Linked DNA regions of Mus musculus: all the other regions are linked to region 3. A link is a contact called in public HiChIP or PLAC-seq and promoter capture Hi-C data. All regions are on one chromosome and are shown on one strand. The core of a region is the stretch at or near the end of the contact, and the rest is flanking DNA. Distances in the headings are between cores, read along the strand shown.

Evidence for each region. Promoter capture Hi-C pulls out the DNA fragments that hold promoters and counts their contacts. HiChIP or PLAC-seq counts read pairs in DNA pulled down with a chosen protein or histone mark.
Region 1: a promoter capture Hi-C map of pre-B cells shows a contact between it and region 3, with 2.2 times the contacts expected there. The contact joins the promoter of C5ar2 here to the promoter of 9330104G04Rik in region 3. A contact is called at or near these places in 3 of 39 promoter capture datasets (cranial neural crest, liver and pre-B cells) and 1 of 9 other capture datasets (adipose tissue).
Region 2: an H3K4me3 HiChIP or PLAC-seq map of forebrain shows a contact between it and region 3, with 4 times the contacts expected there. The contact joins the promoter of Bbc3 here to the promoter of 9330104G04Rik in region 3. A contact is called at or near these places in 1 of 39 promoter capture datasets (cranial neural crest), 2 of 484 Hi-C or Micro-C datasets (both in embryonic stem cells), 7 of 115 datasets of contacts at active chromatin or transcription factors (astrocytes, embryonic limb bud, embryonic stem cells and 3 more) and 1 of 9 other capture datasets (adipose tissue).
Region 4: a promoter capture Hi-C map of liver shows a contact between it and region 3. The contact joins the promoter of Zfp541 here to the promoter of 9330104G04Rik in region 3. A contact is called at or near these places in 2 of 39 promoter capture datasets (cranial neural crest and liver) and 3 of 115 datasets of contacts at active chromatin or transcription factors (astrocytes, bone marrow-derived macrophages and stem cell-derived neural progenitor cells).

What each region holds. Positions count from the first base shown.
Region 1 is chr7:16,242,476-16,249,248 of GRCm38.p6, forward strand. It overlaps C5ar2 (complement component 5a receptor 2), which reads right to left and starts at 1,679. Exons shown (of 2, transcript NM_176912.5): 1 at 1,548-1,679. C5ar1 (complement component 5a receptor 1) reads right to left here. Exons shown (of 2, transcript NM_001173550.1): 2 at 4,270-6,615. The coding sequence ends at 5,563.
Region 2 is chr7:16,307,557-16,314,162 of GRCm38.p6, forward strand. It overlaps Bbc3 (BCL2 binding component 3), which reads left to right and starts at 2,027. Exons shown (of 4, transcript NM_133234.2): 1 at 2,027-2,305; 2 at 4,570-4,858; 3 at 6,071-6,261. The coding sequence starts at 4,585.
Region 3 is chr7:16,870,754-16,877,068 of GRCm38.p6, forward strand. 9330104G04Rik (RIKEN cDNA 9330104G04 gene) reads right to left here and starts at 4,133. Exons shown (of 2, transcript NR_152128.1): 1 at 3,459-4,133; 2 at 601-2,160. Dact3 (dishevelled-binding antagonist of beta-catenin 3) reads left to right here and starts at 4,564. Exons shown (of 4, transcript NM_001081655.1): 1 at 4,564-4,920. The coding sequence starts at 4,672.
Region 4 is chr7:16,067,962-16,074,822 of GRCm38.p6, forward strand. It overlaps Zfp541 (zinc finger protein 541), which reads left to right and starts at 3,884. Exons shown (of 16, transcript NM_001099277.2): 1 at 3,884-4,287. The coding sequence starts at 3,981.

The DNA of each region.
Region 1 (6,773 bases), core at 429-2,928, 630 kb before region 3:
CACACCTTTGATCACAGCACTCAGACAGGTCTCTGAGTTCGAGGCCAGCCAAGAGTCACAGAGAGACAGCCAGGACTACATAGAGAAACCCTGTCTCAAACCCCCACATGCCCCAAAATAAGCAAATCCTGTCCCCTTTCTGGGCCTCTGGTTTTTTTACCTGTAAAATGGGAAGACAGCAGGCATAGGAGAACATGCTTGTCACTCCAGCACTCCGGAGGCAGAGGCAAGGGGGAGCTCACGGGAGAGATCTGTCCGGTCCCCATGGGTGGATTGGTGGGGAATGTGCTCGTCACACAAGCATGGGGACCTGAGGTTGAAGTTCTGGAACCCATATAATAGCCACATTCAGTAGTATATGTATGTGATGCCAGCGTTCAGAAAGGAAGACAGCCAGGGAGTCAAAATCCCTGGAAACGTGGGCCAGCTGGCCTTTGCCATTACAAGCAACAAGAGACTCTGTCTCAAAGTAGAAAGGAAAGCTCTAGAATTAAGGCTAGCCTCTGACCTTCAAATACAAACTGTGACTCTCACAGGCCCATGTGCACAGATATTTAAAGTGAAAATTATTATTAGATATTTATTATTATTATTTGTAGTAGTAGTAGTAATGACAAGAACAAAAAAGAAGTTGGCTATAGTGGCTGGGTTTGGTTTGGTTTGATTTGGGTTGGGTTGGGTTTGAGACAGGGTCTCACGTAGGCCAGAGTGACTTCAAACTCACAGATTTGCTTTCCTCAGCTTCCCAATTGTGGGAATTAAAGTGTGCCCTAGAGTACACTGTCTTAAACTATACACCTACAGCATGGTGCAGGCTTAGGACACCGAGCAGGACATGGCCTCAACCCTGACATGGACTCTCGTCACTCAGCAGTTCCTGATGGTCGTCTTTCTCTCTGAGCCTTGCTTAAGGCTGAGAAGGATGCGGTCACAAATTCTTCTGTTGATATTTAGAGCATAAAGTCATGTTGTTAGAGGAAATTGCTTCTGGGTCAAGGCACTACAGATTCTGTGATGCAGGCCTCTCCTCTCTCTCTCTCATCCTGAAAGGCCTCAGTGTTCTCCACACCTCAACATGGGAGACTTACCTGGTCAACAGATGTGCCAAGATGATAAAAGGTCTGGAGCAGTGCACAGCTCAGTGTTAGGATATTTGCCTAGAATCCTCCAGCAAAGGATTGGGGGCCTGGCTCAACAGAACCAAGAACTCACCAATGAGGGGCTGGGAGTGTGGCTCAGTAGTAGAGCTAGGGCTAGGGCTCCTCAGGTGAGAGTGCTTGCTGCTGAGAGCGGTACCTATGAACCACCTCTCCAGGGCCCTCCCTTTCCTTCCACCTTGTGTTTAGAGACCAAGGCTCTCAACTTGCTCTAGATGCTCACTGATTAACCCAGGCCTGCTGGTCAGCAAGCCCTAGAGATCCATCTGTCTCACTCTCCCGTGCTGAGGTTACAAACACAACCCACCGTGCCTCTGTACCAGGCAAATCCATAGCCTGGGCTGGAACGCATATCCTTATGTTTAAATGGCAAACACTTTACTCACTGACCCGTCTCCCAGCCCCTCATATTTCATCCCAGAAGACTCTACTGCAATGTAACAGCTTCCTGGATGTGAGCTCCCGGAGGTCACCGTTACAAGGGAAGGCGGCTCTGGCCCCAGGCCTTGGAGCCCTGCATCTGAAGAACAGATAGGTGTGTAAGACCCAAGGGTCCAGAAGGCTGGGGCTGGGGGAGGAGAAAGAACACACTAGAGTCCGCCAAGCTCTCAGCCCACTTCCTTTCCTGCTCACTTCCCCTTCCAACCCTGTTGACATAAGCAGATTCCACAGGCCACACATTTGGCAATCCCCTGGACTCTGCAAACTTCTGTTTTGAGCTGCGTTGCTTAACCCTGACCTGCCTGGGAGTCACCTGGGGTGGGGGTCTCTCAACATGACCACCACCTGCTGTATGTCCAATTCCTTCCTTCCTTCCTTCCTTCCTTCCTTCCTTCCTTCCTTCCTTCCTTCCTTCCTGTCTTTCTTTCTCTTTCTTTCTTTCTTTCTTTCTTTCTTTCTTTCTTTCTTTCTTTCTTCCTTCCTTCCTTCCTTCCTTCCTTCCTTCCTTCCTTTCTTTTAGATTAATTTATTTTTGCCTTTGGTGCATGAGTGGTTTGTCTGTATATCTGCGTGCTACACACCATGCCTGTGGAGGCAAGGAAACTGCATCAGCTCCCCTGGAACTGGAGCTACAGACAGTTGTGAGCTGCCCTGTGGGTTCTGGGAAGGAAACCTCAGTCCCCTGGAGGAGCAGCAGCCAATGCTCTTAAACCACTGAGCATCCCTTTTTGTCTCGTTTTGGTTTTAAACTGGCCTCTCTCTGCAGCCTGAACTCACGGAGGTCCACCTATGGCCGTCTCCCAAATGCTTGTTACCAAGCCTGGCTGGGATTTTTGTTGTTGTTTGTTTGTTTGTTCATTTGTTTTTGTTTGTGTTTTCAGACAGAGGCTCATGTAGCCCAGAATGGCCTCATGTAGCCCAGGCTAGCCACAAACTCTCCTTGACTAGATGAGCCTCCTGCCTCTACCTCCTAAATCCACCATGCAGATTTAGTTTCTTTGTGTGTATATATTTGTTTTATTTTGAAACCAAGTCTCACTTGGACTGACCTGGAGCTCACTAAGTAGCTGGCCTCAAACTCCCAGAGGTCTGCCTGCATCTGTGTCTGGAGTGCTGGAATTAAATGCATGTACCACCACACCCAACCACTATTGGAGATTTTATTCAGTGCAGGGGACTGAACCAGAGGCTTGTGCGTGTTAGGCCAGCATGCTACCTACTGAACTGAAACACTGTATCCTGGGCCCAGCTTACATATTATATATAATTTTATATGTATGGGTGTTTTGCTTGCATGTATGTCCAGCATGTGTGGGCTTGGTGTCCAAGGCAGCCATTACAAATCATTAGGAGACACTATGTGGATGCTGGGAACTGAACTAATCCTTTAAAACAGTAGTTCTCAACCTTCATGATGCTACGACCTATGACCCTTAAATACAGTTCCTCACTCTGCAGTGTCCCCCCAAACCATAAAGTTATTTTCATTTCTACTTCAAAACTGTAATTTTGCTAGTTATGAATCGGAATGTAAATAATTTGGAAACAGAAGTTTGCCAAAGAGGTTGAGACCCAGAGGTTGAGAACCGCTGCTCTAAAAGAACATCAAATGCTCTTAATCACTGATCCGTCTTTCTAACCCCACCCCACCCCCTAGCCCCAGCCCTCAGCCCAACCCTTAAAACAGCATCTCATTACAGCAAGGCCAGAAGGAGGTGAATCCCTACCTACTACTTACTCCCTGAACCAGGAAGCTCAATCGCAGCCAGAGAAAAAGATTGATGGTAGGGTGCTTATGGGAAACTGAGGGCTGTCACAGGGGACTCCCTTAAGGAGGGGACACCTGGCAAGAAGACAGGATGGGAGCAGGATGGTCCTTGGAAGAGGTGCTGGGCAACCAGGAGATCAAGGGAAGGGAGAGGCATGAAGGAGGCGGGGGGGGGTGCGGGGGGGGGGGGCAGGATGTAGAGCCGGGTGTGTGGTAAGAAGGGAGGGCTGGGTCTGTGATGGGGCAGCTGAAAGGGCCTGGGTGAGCAGGTTGCCAGTGTGGTTTTTCCTGGAATGGAAAAGCAAGGGGAGGAAGAGGTTCTTGGGACAGCTGGGGCATGGGTCAGTGGGTGAGAAGCTCAGCTGTGGCAATACAGATGTGACCGATAATGAGAAAAGCCACAAGAGGGAGACAACTGGGAGTCAGGAGGACTACCTATAATCCCACCTCAGCTGTAAAACCAGCTTAAGGCTAGCCTGGGCTACATGAGATCCCATCTCATATATTAATTAATTAACTAACTAATTGATTAAATGTTTCAAACTCATAGAGGCCATACAAAACATAGAATAAAGCTGGATGTGGTGGCTCATGTCTTTAATCCTAGCACTCAGGAGATGGAGGCAGGCCCATCTCTGTGAGTTCTAGGCCAGCCTGGTTCACATAGTGAGTTCCAGGACAGCTAGGGCTATGTAAAGAGATCCTGTCTCAAAATAAATAAATACATAAATAATAAATGCCAAGGCATGGAGCCTGTAAAAATTCAGTGAGGTTAGTGTCATCATATAGAAAGTGTGAATAGCAGAACACAGGTAGGCTGGGTCTGTGATATGTGACAACCAGTGGTCACATATCCACTGGGAAGAAGAGAGGGCCTAGCAGAGCTAAACTCCAGTGTTTTCCATCATATACTGTTTATTTGGATCTCATGAGACAGTCTCCCTGGGTAAGCCAGGCTGGGTTCTAAAACTCAATTCTGGCCCCTGAACCTCCCACATGCTGGGATATAGGTTTGCGCCACCACACCCAGGTCTTCTTTCACATTTTTAATTTGACCAGGAAATTCAAAACCATTCCCATGCTTGCATGATACTTCTGGTGTTGATCTGTACATATTTTCTAGCCAACACATACACTCATGCACACACATTCATTAAGCTGAAAGAACGCATTATAAGACAGGACACCTCTGGCCAGTGATGTGACTCAGCAGGTAAAGGTGTTTGCTGCCAAGTATGATGACCTGGGTTCGATTCCATGAGGACCTTCATGGTTGCAATGAGAGAACCAATTTCAACAGGTTGTCCTCTGACCTCCACACATATACCATGACATTTGCCCAGCACCACCCCCTCACCCCCCACAAAATAAATAAATACGTGCTTTTAAAAAGTTAAACAACACATTTCTGTACCTTTTTAAAAAAAAAAAATTTATCAAGTAAGCCATGCATAGTTGTTTTTACAAAGCTTGGATATGTTGGGTTCCATTAAATACCATTCCTGAAAACACAAAATTGTAGAAATAAAGGATAGGTCGGACACAACAGCACAGGTCTACAGTCACGACACTTGGGAGATGGTCACAGGAGGATCTGGAGTTCAAGGCCAGACTACCCTACATGAGACCTTGTCTCAAAAAAAAAAAAAATCAAACATAGAAAAGAAATAAAGGGTGGGTGGATACTGGTTGCCTGGGGTTTGGGGCTGTAGCTTGCTTATGTGATATATCCATAAGCCCTGGGTTCCATTGAGACCTGGGTTCAGACCAGAACCATAAAAAAAAAAAGGGAGGAGGAGGAGAAGAAGGAGGAGGAGGGAAAAAGAAGAGGAAGAGAGGAAGAAGAAGGCCAGGAAATTCTCTTGTTCTCTGTTATCCAACCCCTGGAGGTCATCATTAGGTGTATCTGCCTAGCCACTGCAGGTGGGCAACGTAGCCAAGAAAAAAAAAAAAAGCCTTAGAAAAAAAGCCGAGTACTATCTTAATGTGATGCTTTTCATCAAAGGAATTTATATTTATAATCTCAGCCTTCATGAGGATCCTGGGCTCAAGGCTAGTCAGAGCAACTTAGAGAATTGCAGAAAATTAAACATGCAAAGAGAAGGAAGGAAGGAAGGAGGAGAGGCAGGAGGAGGAAGAAGAGGAGGGGGTAGGAGGGCTGGAAAAGGAGCAGCTAGGCCAGTTGTGGCTTCTCCTCTACACCGCCTGACTCTTCCGGGTTGAGGTGTCCGTCGTGGACGGAGTGAAAGTCTTGCTATCCCTGCCCACTGAATCCTCAGAGAGAGCGTTTCGTATGATGCTGGGGAGAGACCTTAGGAGTCGTCCATGGAAACCCTGGCCAGCCATGACGTAGATGATAGGGTTAACACAGCAGTTGATGTAGGCCAGGGACACGCACAGGGAGTTCAGCTTCTCCACCCTCTTCAAGGTGGGCGAGGACGGGGGCAGCCACGCTATCATCACCCCGGTCACCTGATAGGGCAGCCAGAAGATAAAGAAACAGATGACCACAGCCATCACCACTTTGAGCGTCTTGGTGGAGCGCGTGGCCTTGCGACTCCAGGTCCGGAGCAGGAGGAAGGTGTAGCAGATGTTTAGAGTGAGCAGAGGCAACACAAAACCCACCATCAGCCGCAGGATGGCCACAGCCTTCTCTTTGGGGAAGCTACCCCCACCATAGTTAATACCACATACAGTGTGCTCTGAGTAGAAGTCCTTATATGCCTCCCGGTACACGAAGGATGGAATGGTGAGGAGCAATGCTAAGACCCAGGCCACTCCACAGGCCATCCATGCCAGGCCAGTCCCGCGGACCTTCTGACACCAGATGGGCTTGAACACCAGCAGGAAACGGTCGGCACTAATGGTAGCCAGCAGCAGGATACTGGCGTACATGTTGAGCAGGATGAGCGAGGGCAGGACTATACAGGCGGTGGCATCAAAGTACCAGTAGTTATGATTTAAAACGGTCGTGAACAGGACAGGCAGTGCCAAGCACGAGAGGAGGTCGGCCACCGCCAGATTCAGAAACCAGATGGCGTTGACGGCCCGTCTGGCCTCGAAGGCTGTCACCCACACCACCAGGGCATTCCCAGGTACTCCCACCAGGAACACCACCGAGTAGATGATAAGGGCTGCAACATCCCCAGGTTGCCGCTTCGGGAGGTGAATGCCATCCGCAGGTATGTTAGGATCCATGGTTCCATAGTGATCATAGTTGATTTCAAAGCTGCTGTTATCTATGGGGTCCTAAGCAAATCAAACAGGTAGATTGTGTGAGTTGGTAGACACATTCCCAGGGGATGGAGGCATTGCCCGTCTTTCTGAGTCTCAACTCTACCAAGGGATGCTGAACACCTATAAAACTAGTATAGTTTGTAGATTTTATTTTGAGACAGGTTCTCTGT
Region 2 (6,606 bases), core at 777-3,276, 570 kb before region 3:
AGTCATCTGCCACCTCTGGTGATCTTTCCACTTCCTCTTCTGCGTGGGTCCCTGAACCCCGAGGAAAGGAGTTGGATGAAAACATCCAGTTTACAGCTGAATGCTCCAAGGTCTCTCACTGTCTGCAGATTGTCCAGTTGTGGGTTATTTTAAATTTAATTGTGTGTGAGTATGTGTGTGTGTGTGTGTGTGTGTGTGTGTGTGTACGTGAGTGTGTGGACACGGACGCAGGTCTCTCAGGAGGCCAGGAGCATCAGATTCCCTGGAGCTAGGGTTACATATCCAGGCACAAGATGTAGGTACTGGGAACAGAACACAGGTCCTTCCTTGGGAAGAGCTGTAAGCACTCTTAATCACTGAGTTCTCCCCCCCCCCCCCACTTGCTTCGTTTTTTGAAAAAGATCACTTGCTGTGCTCAAAAATGGGCTTGGAGAGCCGGGCATGGTGGCGCACGCCTTTAATCCCAGCACTCGGGAGGCAGAGGCAGGAGGATTTCTGAGTTCGAGGCCAGCCTGGTCTACAAAGTGAGTTCCAGGACAGCCAGGGCTACACACAGAAACCCTGTCTCAAACAAACAAACAAACAAACAAACAAACAAACAAGCTGGACAGTGGTGGTGCATGCCTTTAATCCCAGCACTTGGGAGGCAAAGGCAGGTAGATTTCTGAGTTTGAGGCCAGCCTGGTCTACAAACTGAGTTCCAGGACATCCAGGGCTACACAGAGAAACCCTGTCTTGAAAAACCAAAAAAGAAAAAAAAAAAAAGGGGGGGGCCTGGAACTCACTATGTAACTCAGACAGACTCCAACCTTGCAACCACATTCCTGCTTTATCCTCTGGAAGTGCTGGGAAGACAGGTGTAAGTGACTATGTTTATTTCTTTAACAAGTGTCTTATCTCACATGGCTGTGTGACACCCTTTCACAGCGGGCCCAGTGCTGGGCACCCATAGGTAAGTAATATACTCAGTAAGTTTGGTGACAGTTTGGGTGAGACAGAGAGTCTGTCAAGTGCCGTGAGAGATGTCTACGGCTTGGGAGGAGGAAGGGTCACTGTTTCAAAAGGGAAGGGAAATAAATGACTTTTAGAAAAGGGAAAGGAAACAGAAACAACAGACAGGATGAAATAGGGTGCAGGGGGCTGCCCGGGCATGTCTGTGCCAGGAGCACAGGGCTGCCTCTTCCCCATTTGTCCAGTGCCAGATGGGTATTACGCCAGGCGGGCCAGGTGTTTAAGTTCACGAGTGTAACCCGCCATCAAGCCATTTAGCAGGAACCTGTCTCAGGAGTGACTTTGTGAGCACAGGTCTGGGCTCAGTTTCTTCTGTATGTGACTGGCATGTTTTGTAGGGTCAGCCAGTGCAGTCTAGTGGCTGTGCTTCAGCTATTGCGGGTGTCAGCCTGAGAGTGCTATTTGGATTGGAGTGTGTGTCCCTCTGAACCTGCCAGGAAGTTGTTCTGAGAAGGGGTCAGCCTTTAGTGTAGTGTGAATGCCCTAGGCATCTGGGGACACGGGTTTGTGCGTCGGAGACTGTTTGAATATTGTTTGTGCAACTACGTTTTGGGTTGTCACTGTCTGTGTGTGACCCAGTGAGCCAGTAAGTAAGATAATCTGGATGTCTGGGTCTGTGTGAGCTCGTGTGTCCAGGCCCTTGTCCTGATGTGTATCTGTGCCTCTGGTCTGACTTTGTGTCCCTGTGGCTCAGTCATCACTGACTCAGTGCACCCTGGCGTGCCAGTCCGTTAGTCTGAGCGTACTCCTCAGGTGTGGGTGTGGGTCCCAGTCAGTGTGTCAGTGTGTCAAGCGTGTGTCCGGACACCCTAGGTCTGGGCTGTCCCCACGCTGCTCCTCCTGCCTGGACCAGGCCTCGCCCCGCCCCTCTGGCTGCCGGGAAACCCCCCGCGCCGAGGTAGGGGGCGCGGCGCCCGACTGCAAGCCCCGACTTGTCCCCAGCCGCGGGCGGGGCCCTGGCGTCACGCGGGGGCGGGGCGTGGGAGCCAGCGAGAGGCGGGGCGGGGCGGCCGCCGAGCGAGCGGGGCCCGGGGATCTGCCGGGAGGCCTGAGACGCGGCATAGAGCCACATGCGAGCGGGGAGCCCAGGAGGCGGCGGCGACACCAGCAAGCAAGCAGCAGCAGCGGTGATCCGGACACGAAGACTCCAGAAGCAGCAGCAGTCACTGCAGTTAGAGCAGCAGGAGCAGCAGCAAGGTGCCTCAATAGCAACCCACTCGGCGGGCGAGCCCTCCAGAAGGCAACCGCCCGCCACCCCATCGCCTCCTTTCTCCGGAGTGTTCATGCCCCCGGGGTGAGTGAGCACCCCGATTCCCGAAGCTGCTTACGAGCGGCAAGGCCCGGAGGGCTCCCTGGAGGAGGTGACGGGGTGCACGGGCCGATAGGACGGTCGCCTTGCATTCCCGCAGCTTGTGCCCCAGCTTTCATCACTGGGACTAAGGCTGGGCCAGGCGGGCGGGAAGGAAGCACCTGGGACTCAGGGCGCCCTGTCTGGGCGCACAGGTGCCACAGCGGTCTGGCGGGTTTGTTTACAAACAATGGGGTTCGGGCTCGCCCGCGCCCCCTGGTGGCTAGTGAGACCTGGGAGGAGCGTGGCCCCGGGCTCGCTCGAGTCCCCCGAGTCCCACTGCGGGAGGGTTGGGGTGGGGGGTGGCACCGAGGATCGGCCACACCCAGAGCGCGCGCCCGCCGGGGGCGGCGACAGGGGGCGGCGGAGGCTGTGGCTCCCGCGGGCGGGGGCTGCGCCCCAGCAACAGCCGGTTATTGGCCCCGCGCGCGCTGGGCGGGCGGGGCGGGCGCACGTGGCGGCGTCGAGGGGGGGGGCTGTGACAGCGGAGGGGCGGCGGGGACCGCGCGTGCGGGGCTGTGGATCTGCAGGTGTCTCGCCTGGGTGTGTGTGCTCGTGTTTGGCTCCCGAGTTTGTATCCCTACACCGAGATGTTGGCGTTTGTCACCCGGAGGGGTGTCTGCGTGAGTCCTTGCCCGCGTGTCTGCGGGGTGGGGTGCACCTGTCCGTTTACGGGTGTGGGTGGCCACCCCCCAAACCAGAGTTGTATACGTGTGCTCTTAAGGGGTGAAAAGGGGATCTGTATCTGTCGCTTGCCTGGTAGTGTTGGTGGTGGTGGTGCGGACGACCGGGGCACTTGAGCTGTGTTTGTGTGTCGCTTGAGTGAGCTGTGTTGCTGTGCAGGGGTCTCGCCCAAGTGTGCGCTGCGTGTGTGTGTGTGTGTGTGTGTGTGTGTGTGTGTGTGTGTGTATGCGCGCGCGCGCGTGCTGTCTCTGGGTGTCTCCAAGACAAGCATCTGCTGTACCCAGCTTTTGGGATGGGATGCCACCCAGTGCCTGATCGCTCGCTGGGTGACTTCTGAGCAGCAAAAGGCACACAAGGCACGCTGAGCATGAAGGGCTTTGGGGGTGGGGGGGATCTAGCGGGTTCAGTGCCAGCCCCTCTCTCTGCATGCAGTGTGTGTGTGTGTGTGTGTGTGTGTGTGTGTGTGTGTGAGAAAGAGAGAGGGGGGGGTGAGAGTGAGTTTTGGGTCTGAGGGGTTTGTCTCTGTGATCCAGGCTATGTGTCATGTGGTGCTCTCTCTCTGTAGTGTTTATAGCAGTCACGTGAGGCCAGTGTTTTCTGTCTCTGCATTAGGTGTGTGTGCTGCTGGGCTCTGTGTGTGTGTGTGTGTGTGTGTGTGTGTGTGTTTTCTGGGGCTGACAGTTGGCTGTGGTGTATTGGGGCTGAGAGTAGAGGCTGGACCTATGGCTTCTACCAGCTGCGGCTGGTGCCTCCCGATGTGGCTGCCCCGCACACGAGGGGGGATGATGTATCTGGATATGATGACTTGTGTCTATGTGTGGCTGTTGTGTCCCAGGAGCTCAAAGTTGGGGGGGGGTGCACATTCAGGTGTGTTTTGAGATGATGGTGGTGCATGTGCTAAGGAATAGTAAGGGGGGTGTCTTTGGGTTGTCTGTGTGTATGCGGGAGAAACACGTTGAAGACTTGAGTCTGTTGTGCTTCAGTGTGTGACGGCTGCATTGTGGGCGGGTGAGCGCTGGCATGTCAGCAGCGGGTCAGTGTGAGACTGGTGTAAATATGTTGAAAGGGCTCTGGATGGCTGTGTGTGCATGTCTGTGTCCCCATGTGTTTCTGGGTGAGCCACCTCACTGGGGGAGCGGGAGGGGCGGTAAAGTTGGACACTTCTCTGAGTTCACTGGTGTCTTCCCATTACACACACACACACACACACACACACACACACACACACACACACGGTTCTCTGACAGCACCGTGTATCCTGGGAGCCCCAGCACCCCTTCTGCGCTCTTCTCTGTTGAGAAAGTTCTCCCTGGCCCAAGCCCTGAGAGTAGTAGGCAGTTTTCCTGGTGGGTTTTGCTACAAACCCCAGACGCAGTCTGTGCGCCCCTCACCATGTGTCCCGGCCAGGCTGTCCCTGGGGTCATCCCTTCCTGGGTGGGAGTGACTTCCAGGCAGGGTGTCTGCGAGGTGGGGTCCTGCAGGCCCCCCCCGCAGTCGCCCCACTGACCTCCCGCCGTGTCCCGCAGGCTCCAGGGAGCGCCATGGCCCGCGCACGCCAGGAGGGCAGCTCTCCGGAGCCCGTAGAGGGTCTAGCCCGCGACAGTCCGCGCCCCTTCCCGCTCGGCCGCCTGATGCCCTCCGCTGTATCCTGCAGCCTTTGCGAGCCCGGCCTGCCCGCCGCCCCTGCTGCCCCTGCCTTGCTGCCGGCCGCCTACCTCTGCGCCCCCACCGCTCCACCTGCCGTCACCGCCGCCCTGGGGGGCCCCCGCTGGCCTGGGGGTCACCGCAGCCGGCCCAGAGGCCCGCGCCCGGACGGTGAGTGCCCGCCCCGCACCCGGGGAAGCTGAAGCGGGAGTGGAGCTGAGTGGGGCCACCGGGAGGGTGTGGCCAGTGTGGTCTTTGTGTAGCAAGAACCAGGAAGACAGAGTGGGAGACATGGATGGAGGGGCCAAGTCGAGTGGGAAGTCCCTCTTAGAATCTGACTGCAGTCCCCGGAGTTGCAGTCCACGTCCCTTCCCGGGCCTCGGGCAACAGCTGTTTCTCAGCTCCCCTCCCCCAGCCCGGGTCCCTGGGCGCCCCCCACCCCCATGAGGATTGCAGTGGGAAGGAGTGTGGCCAGTGGGAGGACTGTCACCTCAGGACTTTGGGGAGGGGTCGGAGGCCTTACCCTTTTATTTGAATCTCTTTGGCACTGGCAGGGTTAGTCCGCAGTCCCCCAGGAGGAAGGAGAGGGGGAGGGGCCATTGTGTTGGGAAAGTCCCCCTCGGGGAGAGGGTGAGGCTCAGGGAGGGAAGGGTTAAAGGTCCCTCGCCTGATGGGCTGTTAACCCTGTGGTGCCCGGCTACGGGGAATGACCATCTGGGTTTCCCTTTCTATTTGCCCCCACCTCCCCATGAAGAGAGAAAAACTTTCCAACTTTCCCTGCGTTTCAGGACTAGGTTCAGAGATAATGGAAACTGAGGCTCAGGATCTAGTGTGACAGGACCGAGGCACAAGGATGAGTGCCAGAGGGGGTGGAGCACAAAGTCTAACCCAGTACCCCTGCCACCCTCACCCAAACCCTAGTCCTCTTGGGTTAGTCCCAGTTTGGCCTTCTGGTCATCAGGCCAATGCCACATCCGGGGGTGTGGCCTCACTGTGGTTGGGCAGGAGTGAGCTGGAGACCTGAGGGTAGTGACTGGGTGGGGTCAGTGGCGGTATCCCCGTGTGACCTTGGTCACTTCTATGGGTGGAGCCTCAGTTTCCCCGTCTGTCAAATAGAACAGGCTAGATTTGACCCTGTATTAAAATAGGGGTACTTAGGTCGGATAAGTTGAGGGACTTCCACATTCATATGAGCTTTAATGGGTAATTGACCATCCAGGTGACCCCAGAGCCACTTCCGTAAGACCCCTTTCTAGGGCCTGTGGGAAAGAGTGGGAAAAAGGGAATTTCTATGGCTGAGTGGAGAAGAAAGCACAGTGTAGCTCCTGGGCGCCTCCGGGCAGACTGGGTGGATGGTGACCACGCCCCTTTCCCCTCACCCAGGTCCTCAGCCCTCCCTGTCACCAGCCCAGCAGCACTTAGAGTCGCCCGTGCCCAGCGCCCCGGAGGCCCTGGCAGGAGGCCCCACCCAAGCTGCCCCGGGAGTGCGTGTGGAGGAGGAGGAGTGGGCCCGGGAGATCGGGGCCCAGCTGCGGCGGATGGCGGACGACCTCAACGCGCAGTACGAGCGGCGGGTGAGTGCGGGGCGGCAGGCAGGTGGGGAGGGGGCTGCACACCCCGCCAGATGTGCTGCAGCTGCTGGCCCAGCGCGCGCGAGGTCGCGCCAGGGACAAGCAGATGGGGGTGTGGGGGAAGGAATGGATCTGCTGGATGCTGGGATCCGGTGTGGGCCAGATCAGGACTGGAGCCCCTAGCCAGGGTCGGGGAAAGCTACTCGGAGCCCGCGGTCGCGGGGACTGAGGGCGGCGCTCGGCGCGGCGGCTCCTATATCCCGGGCTATTTATAGCCGGTGAGTCAGCAACGCGCCGCGCCCGCCGCGCCCGCCCCCGCCGAACTGCGCCCCGCAGCGCCTCCCGCCG
Region 3 (6,315 bases), core at 2,883-5,382:
CTGGAGTGCTGGAGGATGAGGGGGAGGGGGAGAAGGGGAAAGGAAGGAAAGGGGAGGGGAGGGAGAAGAGAAAGGGAGGGGAAGGAGGAAGGAGGAATGAAGAAGCACCATGACAGATGAGTGGGTACAGTTCTCAGGATGGAGAATCTTAAGTCCTAAATGCATTTAAGGGGCAGTGGATGGCCCTTACCTACAGCCCACCAGTGAGGAGCTGGGGTTGGCTACTGGGATATTTGTCTAGTATGCCAGGGTCACTGACCCAACATCTCATACTATGAAAAGAAGAGCAAGTTGGGGGTGTCGCACACCTGCAGTCATAGAACACTGCAGTTGTAGAAGCAGAAGACTGAGAAGGATTAGAAGACTGAGATTCACGGGCAGATGAGACGGCTCTGTGCTTGCAGAGGAAGTCTGAGCCAAGTTCAAGCCCCAACCCAGACACCTCGGGGATGAGAACGGACTCCAGGAAGTTGTCCTCTGACCTCCAGATCAGTATAGCACACACATGCCAGCCACCCCCTACTCCTACACACACACACACACACACACACACACACACACACACACAGGCAAAATAAAAAAAAATTCAATGCCATCTTTAACTATATGTATTATTTTTAAATTATATTTTAAGACCAGTCTGGGATATATCTGCCATGCTTTTGTCCTCCCTCCCCCCCCACCTCTGTTTTTCAGGGTCCTAGATGGAACTCACTCTGTAGACCAGGCTGGTCTCCAGTTCAGAGATCTGCCTGCCTCTGCCTTCCAAGTGCTGGGACTAAAGGTGTGCACCACCACCCTCCTTTCAACACAATACTGAAAGGAGAGACAGCTCAAAAATGAAAGGTCCTACCACCAAGCCTGACAACCTGAGTTCTATCCCCAGAACCCACACTGAAAGGAGAAAACTGGCTCCCAAAGGTAGTCGTCTGAGCTCCACAGCGTGCTTGGTGGCACATGCCTTTGCCCGATGAATCATCTCTCTAGCCCAGAGGCATAGGCAGGACGTCCAGGGCCTATCTAGCCAGCTTGCTCCAGGGATCCTCTGTCTTTGCTTTCCAAGGTGCTGAAGTTACGGGCAGGCTTCTGTGCACATCGATTACGTGGGGATCCAAGTACCAGTCCTGTGTTTGTGCAGCAAGTTCGTCTTTGTACCATGATGATGTCAAAGACTCCCCTTCCTCCTTTTCGTCCTTCCATTTGCGGTTCTGGGGATGAGGCCTGAGCCCTTACAAATTCCAGGCAAGGCCTGTACCACTGAGAGCCACCTAGTACAGCCTGCGAGTGCACTCATGGAGACAAAAAGTCTATATCATGCCAGACAGTGGTGGCACACACCTTTAATCCCAGCACTCAGGAGGCAGAGGCAGGTGGATCTCGGGAGTTCGAGGCCAGCCTGGTCTACAGAGTGAGTTCCAGGACAGCCAGGGCTACACAGAAAAAAACCCTCTCTTGGAAGAAAATGAAAATGTCTCTATCATGATTGTTCCTCTGTTACCCTCTACCTTGCTTTATTGTATTTAATTTTGGGGCAGGGTGTGTTCGGTGTCATGCCTGCAGAGGTCAGTTATCTCTGTCCGCCATGTGGACATGGGCACCAGGAACAGAACTCAGGTCCTTGGCATCAGCAGCATGATCGCCTTCCCACTGAAAGCCATCTTGCCGGCCTATCTGTCCACTTCGTTTTTGAAACAGGGTCTCTTGGTGACCCTCAAGCTCACTAACCGGCTGGACATCAAGCTCCTCCTGCGTCCATTCCCCAGCACTAAAAAGACAATCGTGGAACCATTGCATTTGGCCTGTTGCATGGAGCCCGGGACTCTTGAGTTCACTCATGTTTTCACGGCGAGCACTGGGCCTGTTGAGCTGCCTTCCCAACCTGAGTGTTTTCTGTTGCAATGACTTCTTGACACACTGGGTGCTCCTTCACCCCTGCCCATTTCTATCAGTGTGCTCAGTGATTCGGGGTATGCGGTGGTGACCATGACACCTCGGGCCCTGCTACCATTGCATGGACATACAGATGAGTCCTGGAGACAGTCCTGAGTAGGCAGGGAAGGGATGGAAATAGGGCAGCCTGGGGCAGTCTGAGAGCATGGGCAGGTGTGGCTAGGGGATCAGAGCATCGAAGCTTCCAGCTTTTCCTTCTTGGCCCTGAGGCTGTGGGGAAAGGATTTTTTTTTTTATTTTAATTTGTTTAGAGACCAAGTCTCTCTACCTAGCTCTGGCTGTCCTGGAGCTCACTAGACCAGGCTAGCCTAGCACTCACTACCCACCTACATTTGTCTCCTGAGGGTTCCTGCCATCATGCTGTCCTTTCTAACTCTGGATCCCTGCCCAGTTCTCCAGTTGCTTGGTCACCGCAACTTTTAGCCCTCAACCCTCCAACAGCTGAGAGTAAACTGAGGCTTCATTTGCCATGACTGTTCATGTACTGGGGGCTGAAACTAGTAGGATTCTAGACAAAGCCTCAACTATTGCGCCTCATCTCCAGTCTTTTGTTTGGTCTTGCCATGTAGCCCAGGCTAGTCTGGACCTGCAGATCTTCCTGCCTAATCACTTAGAGCACGAGAGTGGCAGACCTGAGCCACCACTCTTGGCACCATGAAAAAAAAATTTTAAAAAAATTTTTGAGACAGGGTTTCTCTGTGTAGCCCTGGCTGTCCTGAAACTCACTCTGTAGACCAGGCTGGCTTCAAACTCAGAAATCTGCCTACTTCTGCCTCCCAAGTGCTGTGAGAGTAAAGGTGTGCGCCACCACTGCCCAGCAAGACTAAATATTTCAGTGTGTGGTGTATGTGTGCACTCACGCACAGAGTGCAGTTGCCTGAGGAGACCAGAAGAGGACAGTGGATCCTCTGATGCTGGAGTTAAAGAGGACTGTGAGCCTCTTTTTCTCTCTGTGTGCCAGAAACCGAACCCAGGTCTTCTGGAAGAGCAACAGCACTCTTAAATCACGGAGCCATTTCTCCAGTGCTGGGATTACAGATATGACTCACCATGCCCAAGACTCAGTTCTTTATGAGTGGTAGAAGCTGTTACTCCAAAAAAAAAATAATAAAAAATAACAGGGTTATACGTGGTGACCCACTCCTTTAATACGAGCACTGGAGTAGGGGGAGTCAGATACAACCCAGAGGTGGTCTGAAAGTAACAAGCCAGTCTGGTCTACATAGTTACAGTTCAGCCAGGGTTACTTAGTGAAACCCTCAAAAAGCAAAACAAAACATAATTATGCTGTTAAACGTTCAGAATAACTTTTTTTTAGATGTAGATGAAGAGCACAGAGAGACCAAATACGTTTCCTAGTGTTACTCTGCCTTAAAGTGGCATAGACTCACCACATCAAAGTTGGTTATTGCCAGATGATCATAAAACATTATAAAAGACAGTTTCACACTATATTTTTCTTTCAATGACAGGCTGTCATAGTTAGCCCAGATTGGCCTCGAACTCACCGCGATTCTACGGCCCCATCCTCCCTTCCAGATCTGAGCTTTTAAGGAGTCAAAGGTCCGTCTGAGAAATGGGCTATTTCACAAACGTTGCCGACACACCGGGTGTAGTGACACATGCTGGCCGCGTGAGGGGGCGCTAGCCCGGCTTGCCCAGTGAGAAGAGGCAGAATGCAGCCTTCGAAAGCAGGCAGGCTCAGATTTAGAACTTCAGAACGTTGAGAACAGAGCATCTCAGAAGACTGAGAACAAAGCCTCTTAGAACCGTGAACAAAGGCCCCTGCGAGCTCAGACTGGTGGAACTCAGCTCCACCGCACCTGGAAGACAAAAAAGACCTCAGATTCTCTTCTGGTCAAAGCATAGAATATTTCACCCAGGGTCTTGTAATTCCGTAAATGTGCTGTTTTGATGAGACAGAAACTCGCTGTGTAATCCAAACTAGCTTGAAATTCACTATGTAGTTTAGGCTGGCCTTGAACTCTCAATTCTCCTCCTGGTTCAGCCTCCCCTATGATGGAATTACAGAGCCGGTTTGAACAGGTCCTGCTTAAAAGCATAATCAAACCGTAAGATGTTCAATCCGCTTTACTTCTGAGGGTCTGGGAAAGCTGCCTGGAAGAGGAGGCGTGATCCGGATTCAATCATCACTGATGATCCTTCTGCGCAGACTCAGAAGCTGAAAGTTTGGGAGGGGCGGCAAGAGCAGCTGCGGAGCTGTCACGTGGATCCAGTCTCTATTTATAGACCACCCTTCCCTGGACCTGGAGAGCCCAATGGCAGCCAGCGCTCGCCCGCAAGGGGGCGGAACCAGCTCCAGAACCAAGCGACTGGCACCAATGAAATTGGAGCAAGGGCGGGCTTGCTTCATTGTGATTATAAAGAAGGCGTGGCCACAGCCCCAGGATCGCCGCACAAAGGGGCGTGGCGAGTCTGATACCCCCGTAGGTAGTCCTGGGCATGCGTTGTTAAGGAAAAATGGGGCGGGGCGGAGCCCTGCGTCACGGAAGGCAACAACCAATAGTAGGTCGTTGTCGTGCCTTCAGGGGCGTGGTCATGTAGATGAGGCGCGGGTGGGCGGCCCAATGGGCGGGCGCCTATGCAGATGAGACGGTGACAGCCCGGCCAGCGGGCGGGCGGGCTGCTGGGGCGGGGAGGTGGGACCGGCGAGAGGGGCGGCCGTGGGGCCCGGCCGGGCTGGGGCGGGGGGCCGCAGCCATGATCCGGGCCTTCTCGTTCCCGGTGAGCCCGGAGCGGGGTCGGCTGCGGGGATGGTTGGAAGGCAGCCTGGCCGGGCTCTGCGAGTTGCATTGGCTCCGAGAGAGGCAGGAGTACCGCGTGCAGCAGGCGCTGCGGCTGGCCCAGCCCGGGATGGGGGGCGCCGAGGCTGAGGACGAGGAGGACGCCGAGGAGGACGAGGATGCGGCAGCGGCGCGCAGGGCCGCAGCAGCCCTGGAGGAGCAGCTGGTGAGGGGTCGCCTGTCCGTGCGTCCATCCATGCATTCCTCCCTCCCCCATTCGTTCCCCCACCTCCCTGCTCCTGTGTCCGTCTGTCTGTCTTGGTAGTGTATGCTCAGCACACCGGTCCTAGGGTAGGGGAGCAGGCAGGGGGAAAGAGATAAGACTGGAGACCTGGCTTTTCCTACCCCCAAATAGAGCTGATAGGGAGGATGCACGGCCTCCGTTGGACTCAGCATGGACCCTGTTAACCGTCCTGGATGCCTAGTGTGTGTTAAACCAAACATTCGTCTTCTTACAGATTTCCTATTTCATGAGGGTTTGAAAGTCCCCATTTTACAGAGAAAAAAACTGAGGCTTAGAGACAGGAAGAGACTCACCCAAGGTCACACAGCCGGCATTCAAACATAACCTCCCTCTGGGCCCCGCTACCCGGAATCCATCTTCATCTTTCCTTAAGTCTCGGGGTGCTTGGAGATCCCTGGAGGGGGCGGGGTGGGGGAAGGGGAATCTTCAGGCCTCTGGAGAGAGAGACCGGCTGCTGAGAAACCCCCGAACAGTCCCTGAGGACCCCCGGGGGCATTTTGATCAACCCAATGACACTTCTTTCTTCTACTTGGTCCCATGGCTCAGTAACACGGGGAGGCCAGGTGAAGATAGCTAGGGAGTGAGGGGAGAGAGAGTATGATTCGCCGAGGAACTCTAATGATGACTTTCAAATTGAAAAGGCTCCAGCTCTTTCTCCCTCCCTACATCACTCCTTGAGTCTGGAGACCCTTTCCGGTTGTTGCTCCAACCTTTCCATACCCCAGCATCTCTGTTTCATTTCCTTAACACAGTCTCTGTCTCTATGGTCTTCCAAGACCTGTAAAGCTTCCAAAAACAGAGGAGATTAGAAATGGGGTCGTGGTCTGTCTCTAGGCCTCAATGTTTTTCTGCCTAATGTCTGTCTCCATCTCTCTTCCCTTCCCCCAGCCCACTCCCCTGGCCCATCCCATCCCGGTACCTAAGCCTCTATGTGTGTACATGTGTGTGGTCAGAGCTTCCCGTTTAGGGAAACCTGAGCCGAGGCTGTGGGGGTGGAGACGGGGATCTGGCTGTTGCTGACCTCGGCTGCCCCCTCCCCAGATGGGAAATGGGGAAAGGGGCTGAGGCCAGACGCCCAGCCCCACCCCCAACCGGCCTGACGGTGCAGGGAGTGAGACCTTACACATTCTTCTCCAAGCAGAAACAGCTGTGGGAGGCCCCGCCCCCTCCAAAAGTTACCGAGGAGGGGAGGTGTTCAGCCGCTACCCCTGCCCTCCGCTGCCTGCGCTTTGCCAGACCCCTCCATCCAGTCCACTAAGAGGGTGGGAGAAGGCACCACTGCAGACCAGTAGTGGTCTGGCCTCTCTCCCTCCTCAC
Region 4 (6,861 bases), core at 2,634-5,133, 800 kb before region 3:
TTCTCTTCTCTTCTCCTCTCCTCTCCTCTCCTCTCCTCTCCTCTCCTCTCCTCTCCTCTCCTCTCCTCTCCTCTCCTCTCCTCTCCTCTTCTCTTCTTTTTCTCAACAAGTCATTCATGATGCTAAAACAAGCCATATGGTTTTAAAGCTCACAGCCTTTATGCAGCTATAAACCAAAATTAAATTGCAAATGAAATGCAAACAAGGTAGCCCAGCCAGTTTAATCAGATTGCATACACTAATTTAATAAGGGGGATGGCTATCTCGATGTATATTTAATGTTCCTGGAAAGGGCTCCCTTGTTGATTGCCTTGCTGCCCCTTTTTCTTTTAGATTATCTTCAGAGTAAAAACAGAAAATGACAAGATCCTTATTTAAAAGCAACGTAGGTGGTGTCATTTCTAGCACTTGAGAGGTATAGGAAGGAAGATTATGAGTTCTGGGCCAGCTTCTAGTACATAGCAAGTTAAAGGTCTCAAGTGTCTTATAATGCAGGACCTGTAGCTTGTATGAACCCATGCTAGCCCAGCTTTTTATAAGAATGATGAGGACCTAAGCTCTGGTTCTTAGGCTTGTACAGCAAACACGTTATAGTAAACCATATCTTCTTCACATTAGTTTTTCTGAACCAAGTCTTCCTGAGCTTGGAGCTTATCAATCTGGTTAGACTGGCAAAGCAGCAAGCCCCAGATTCTTCTGCATCACCTTCCAGCATTGTGATCAAGGGTGTACACTGCCATACCTGGGTTCTTATGTGAGTGCTAGGAGTTGAAGTCAGGTCCTCATGCTTATCAGTTCCGTTCTGTCAGTTTAATAGTAAGTACGGTAATGACAAAGCTTCTGTTGGTCTTAGGTTACTCCTGTGAAAGAGTTGTTCAACCATCAATAAAGGAGTTCAGTATCTACAATAAATAACCCCAAACCACCAAACCAAAACAACCAGTGTTTGCAGCTGACCCCTGTCCAGGTATGGAGCACCCTTCAGTACTGCTAGGCAGTACTTCAGTACTGCCTTAGCCTTCACTCCCTGCTTAAGCAAAACAGGCTAGAGGGGACATTCAGGGCCTTGTCAGGTCCTTTCTGCGCACGTAGTCATAGCCGTCTAACTTCCCAGAATGATACAGAGCAGCTTCAGAGGGAGGGTAACTAAGCCCATGTTTACTCTAGTGCCCACCCTTGGTACAGTGTGGCTCTGGGGTTCCTGACTAATGTGTGATGTCTCCACCATTACCACTACAGCTCTCTACACAGAATACACAGCCCCACCTTAGTGCTTTCTGTATGTCTCCTATTCTTTCCCAACCTGACAAGCATGGTCTTCCAGAATGCCACATAGAGGAAATCATACAATATATGGCCTTTTCTGCTGACTCTCATAATCTCTGCATTTCTGGTCCTTCCCTTCCTTTGTGATTTGATAGCTTATTGCCTCCATCCCCTTAAATTTGTTCTATTTTACATGTATGGGTACTTTGCCTGCATATATGTCTATGGAGTTCAGAAGAGGGCATCAGATCACCCAAAATTAGAGTTGCAAATGATTGTAAGCTGTCATGTGGGGGCTGAGAATTGAACCCAGTTCCTCTGGAGGAAAATTCAGTGCTCTAAACTGCTGAGTGATCTCCAGTCCTGGTTACTGCCTTTTTGTTTGTTTGTTTGTTTGTTTGTTTTTGAGACAAGGTCTCACTATGGGACCCTAGCTGTCTAGGAATATGCCAGGTAGACCAGACCTCAAATTTATAGAGATCTTCCTGGCTCTGCCTCCTGAATGCTGAGATTAAAAGCATGCATCATCATGCACAATATTCCACTTAACTGTCTTTTTAGTACTGAATAATACTCCATTCACCTGTGAGAGATTCTTGATAACTTCCAGGTTTGACATCTATGGCTGGAACTGTCATGAAAACGTGTGTGCAGGTTTTTGTGTGGTCATGTACTTTGAGCTATACAGGTGGCTCCAGGGAGAGCGGTTGCTGGGTGGTGTGATATGATTGTGTCTAGTGCTGCGAGAGACCTAAGATGAAAGCTTCTCAGAGTTGTTATCCTGCAGTGCACCATCACCCCAGCTTTCTGTTTTGGCTTAAGGTTATCAGTTCCTGCCCCAGACTGCAGCAGCTGTCCTCTTGCAGCTCATCTCCATCCTGAGGAATTCCCAAATTAGATAAAATAAGGTCAAGACCTTTGCCATGGGCTTTCAGGGAACCAGGATAGGTCAGATGGGAGGCTGTGGTTCTTTAAGAACAAATTCTACTCTGTTCTTTCAGCATCAGGAACCCATACCAGACACATAGCTAACTCTTCATGACCACTGCTGAGCCAGGGAGTGGGATGGGCTAGGGTAAGTTAGAGCTCTGCTCCATCCAGCAGGTCATATTTTCCTGTAGAGGCCTGCTGGGCCCCTGAACCTTTCACCATTACTAAGAGTTTTAATAAAGATTTTTGTTTTGTTGGTTTTTCAAGACAGGGTTTCACTGTGTAGTCCTGGCTGTCCTAAAACTTACTTTTTAGACCAGGCTGGCCTCAACACACATAGATCCATCTGCTTCTGCCTCCCAAGTGCTGCAATTAAAGGCATGTTTCATCACCACATAATAAAGTTTTGTTGTTTTGTTTTGTGTTTCTGTGGTAAGATAGGTGAGAATTATTTGAATTCAATATGAATTTAGTATTTTCTTTCCCTTCCTTCCCTTTTCATTTCTCTCTCCTCTTACCTTTGCTTCCCCTCCCCATCTTTCTCCTCTCTTCATCCCTATCTTCCTTCCTCCCTCTTCTCTTTTCTTTTCTTCTCCTGCTTGTTTTTCCTAGGCCAGTCTTGAACTCCTGGATTCAAGGACTTGTCTCGCTCAACTTCTGGCATGCTAGAAGTATAGGTGGGCACCACTGCATATCCCCTTATCTTTTAATTTGTTTTAAGATCATTCATATATTCTTCTGAGTGAATTTTGATAATCTGTCTATTTCTAGAAATTTGCTCATTGATTTTTTTGTATCTGAGTTCAATGACTTAACACATTGGGTGTGTATTGTAGCCTATCTTCTGTGTGAGTGCACTGTCTAAACACAGTTCTTCATAGTACTTCCTTGTAATCTTTTTTATTTTTAGAATGTGGTTAGTAAAACTTCCTCTTTTATTCCTTTTTGGGGATCAGGGTGATAGGACTATTGAGACAGCATCTCATGAAACACAGGCTGGCCTCAAACTATCTATTTACCCAAGGATATCTTGCCTCCATATCCCAAATGTTGGGACTACAGGCATGCCTGGTTTATGTGATGCTGAGTGGAGCCTAGAAGTTTGAGTGTGCTAGGATAGGCATTTTACTAACTGAGCTACACCCCCAACCTAACTTCAACATTTACTCTATATTAAAACTCATTGTATTTACTTTTTTTTTTTTTTTTTTGTATGAGACTTTCCCAGTCCAGGCTCTTTTACACACACAGTAAGCCTCCCTTTGTGCAGTGGTATTTCATGTGTCTCCTGGCCACATGGAACAAGTGGACAAGCATCCCCAGGCTTAAACTTGGGCCTGGATGTCCCAGTGGACTGACTTGTGCCTGCACAGACTCTAACTTTGAGTTTCCTTGTTGCTGGCCTTGGGATTTTCCTTGCTTGTCTTTTCTGCCTAGACACACATTAAAGTCTATTTGATCTTTCTAATATTTATAACTGGAGGCAGAGGACTCTGCAGTCCACCATGTGTTATTCTTTTGTCTAGTTGACAGATGAGGAAATGGAGTTCATGGATCTTGCCCAAGGTCGTGCAGCAAGGTTAAATGGCTAAGAACAGACCCATCTCAGTGGCTCCATTTTCAAGTCTACATTCTGCCTACTACACCTACCACCTCTTGATTCTAATACGTCCTTGTTCATTTTCAGGAGCTAGCTGCCAGCGAGGGCTCTTCCCTTCCTGACTCTGGACACGGCTTTGCTTGTCTGGAGACGGGCTCTAGCCAGGACCTGGCAGTGGAAAGCCATGGAGCCATACAGTCTTGGGGAAGAGGGAGCACTTCCATCAGAAGGGCACCTCCCATCCTTCTCTGAAAGTCAAGTGCTCAACTGCAGTGACACACTCAACCGGGACCTGGGCCCCAGCACACGGGACCTGCTCTACGCTGGCTTAAGCGGTTTGGACCTTGACCCCAGTCTCTCCACATCTGATATGCCCAGTGAAGTGCTAGAGGACAATCTGGACACCCTGTCCCTATACTCGGGGAAGGACAGTGACTCTGTGAAGCTGCTGGAAGAATATGCAGACTCTGAGTCACAGACCTCCTTACAAGGTGAGGCTGCTCATGGACTGAGCACCTACAGTTCCTGCAGGTAGCCAGGGACTGAATCCGCTGGCATTGGCTAGGAAAGGTCTCCTTAGCTGGGCATGATGATGCCTGCTCATAACTCCAGCATGTAGAATACAAACACAGGAGGAACACTGCAAATAGAGGCCAGCCAGAGCTACATAGTAAGACCCTGACTTCAACATGCTAATAAAGGGAAGGAAGGAAAGGAAAAACAAAACAAAAATCTCTTCTTGTAGAGGAGGCTTTTATCCTACTTTGGAATTGTCAGCTTGTGGGTTCTGGGTGTTAAATACAGGTCCTCAGGCTTCCGTAGCTTGTGCTTTTACCACCGAGCCATCCCACAGACTGGCATCCCCATCTTTGATCTGTGTGGAGGCAGACCATCAGGCTTGTAGGGGACGTTTATATTACTGCTGTATCTCAAGAGCATTTGTCCAGAGTAAGTGGGGATCCTGTCCATTCTGTCTTGTACTAGTCCAGCTTTTCCAGACCTCATGTCATGTAAAATAAGGGGACCCCAATCCTCACATGCCCACTGCTCTAGAACAATGGTGAGACATGAAAAGGAGAAGACTGCAAAAGCCTCCCATAGACCATAATGTACCAGACAGGTGCTTGATTAAATCCTGCTTTGTCTTTTTAAAAGAGGGAGGTCTTGCCATCTTTTCAGAACACTGAGGCTCCATCAGACCTCTTGCCTCAGTCTGTCCAGGAACCAGGACTATAGATTGTGCCATGCCCAGCTAGTTGTTTTTTACAACCAATATTGTCAGTAATACTTCATCTTAAATAGGGCCTTGATTCAGTTCCAAGGTTTTCTCTTCAACCATCGAAGAAAAGGAGAGAATTAGTGAAATAATTGAGCAGCTTGTGTGAGTGTCATTTTAGTTTGCTGTTGGTCTCCTGTGGAAGGGAGTTCTCTTGTTTAATTTTGGTTTGGTTCTGATCCTCTTTATTGGTTCCTGGAAAGTTGCTTCAATGGGTTGACTTGGGTAGAGGTCCAGGGAGTTTATAATCCCACTGTTTGAAGGGAAGTCCACATCTAAATGCCTGAAACTCAGTAATTGGGATTGTGTCTGAGGAAGTAGCAAGAACTTGCTACTGGGAAAGATTTCTGCAGGCCCCACTCCAAAGATTACCAAGCAGTGACCAGGCCTGTGTCTGTGTTGGAATGATGGCAGAGCAGGAAGTCTTAGGAACTTAGGAGAGTGCACATGGGAAGACTGACTATGGCACTAGCCAGGCCCAGGGTTGTAATATGGCACTCACTTTGGGCCGTGGTGATACTGAAAAGTGCTCGTGAAAGAGATGCGTGTTTTCCTGGACACAGGAACCCTAATTGTCATCAGTTATTCTTAGGGTTCTGCTCAGTTTAGCCTTTCTTTATATTCAACTGTTACAATGCCCCCAGCCCAAGCATTAAATTTCAACTCTATGCTTTTAAAACTTAAATTAAGGCCCATATAAGTAAATATGCATATGTCATTTTTTTCTTTTTTGTTTTTGAGATGGGGGTTTTACTGTGCTAGTGATTAAGCTAAGCTGGCTCTGAGTGCCTGGGCTCAAGTGATTTTCCTGCCTCAGCCTTCTGAGTACTTAGGACTAAGGCATGTAGTACATGCCCAATTTTCATTTACTTTTACTTGTTTATTTGAGACAGGGTCTCACTGTGTTGTCCAGGCTGTCCTCAGAGTCTGAATAATTCTCCTGTCTCAGTTTCCCAAGTGCTGATGACCACTGACGTGAGCCACCACTTCTGACTATGTTAATTTTTTAAATTAGAAAAGTAATATGTGCTGGAGGATGTTGGTGCACACCTTTAATCCCAGCACTTGGGAGGCAGAGGCAGGATGGTTTCTGAGTTTGAGGCCAGCCTGGTCTACAGAGTGAGTTCAGGACAGCCAGGGCTACACAGAGAAACTCTGTCTCTGTAGAAAAGAGGAAAATGTATTTATTATAGAACATAAAGTATGAAGCAAAAACCCACCTCTAAGCCATGTAGTACACATAAATACTTTGTTTTTTGTTTTGTGGGGACTGTCCACTGTGTGTCCCAGACTAGCTTGAAGTCAGCAGTTCTCCTGCCTTAGCTGGGACTACAGGTGTAAACCAATAGGTCTTACCTCATAAATCTTCAAGTTCATGGGTGAAATTGCTCAGATATACGTTGGGTTTTTTTAAGTTAGTACACATTAAAGGCTCTGAGTTCCAACCTCCAACAGTATACTCACACACATAATTGATATGCTTGTGTTTGTTGTTTTAAAAGCTTGGTGTATTTGGAGTCTTATGTGAGAGAGGACTGATTGTTATTGTCATAGATGTCTTTTTGTTTGTTTGTTTGTTTGTTTGTTTGAGACAGGGTTTCTCTGTGTAGCCCTGGCTGTCCTGGAACTCACTCTGTAGACCAGGCTGGCCTCAGAAATCCACCTGCCTCTGCCTCCCAAGTGCTGGGATTAAAGGTGTGCGACACCACGCCCAGTGTCATAGATGTCTTAATGTGTTATCATACCACAGTCTTGTTGGATTGTTAAAGGGTTTCTATGAACAGCTTTA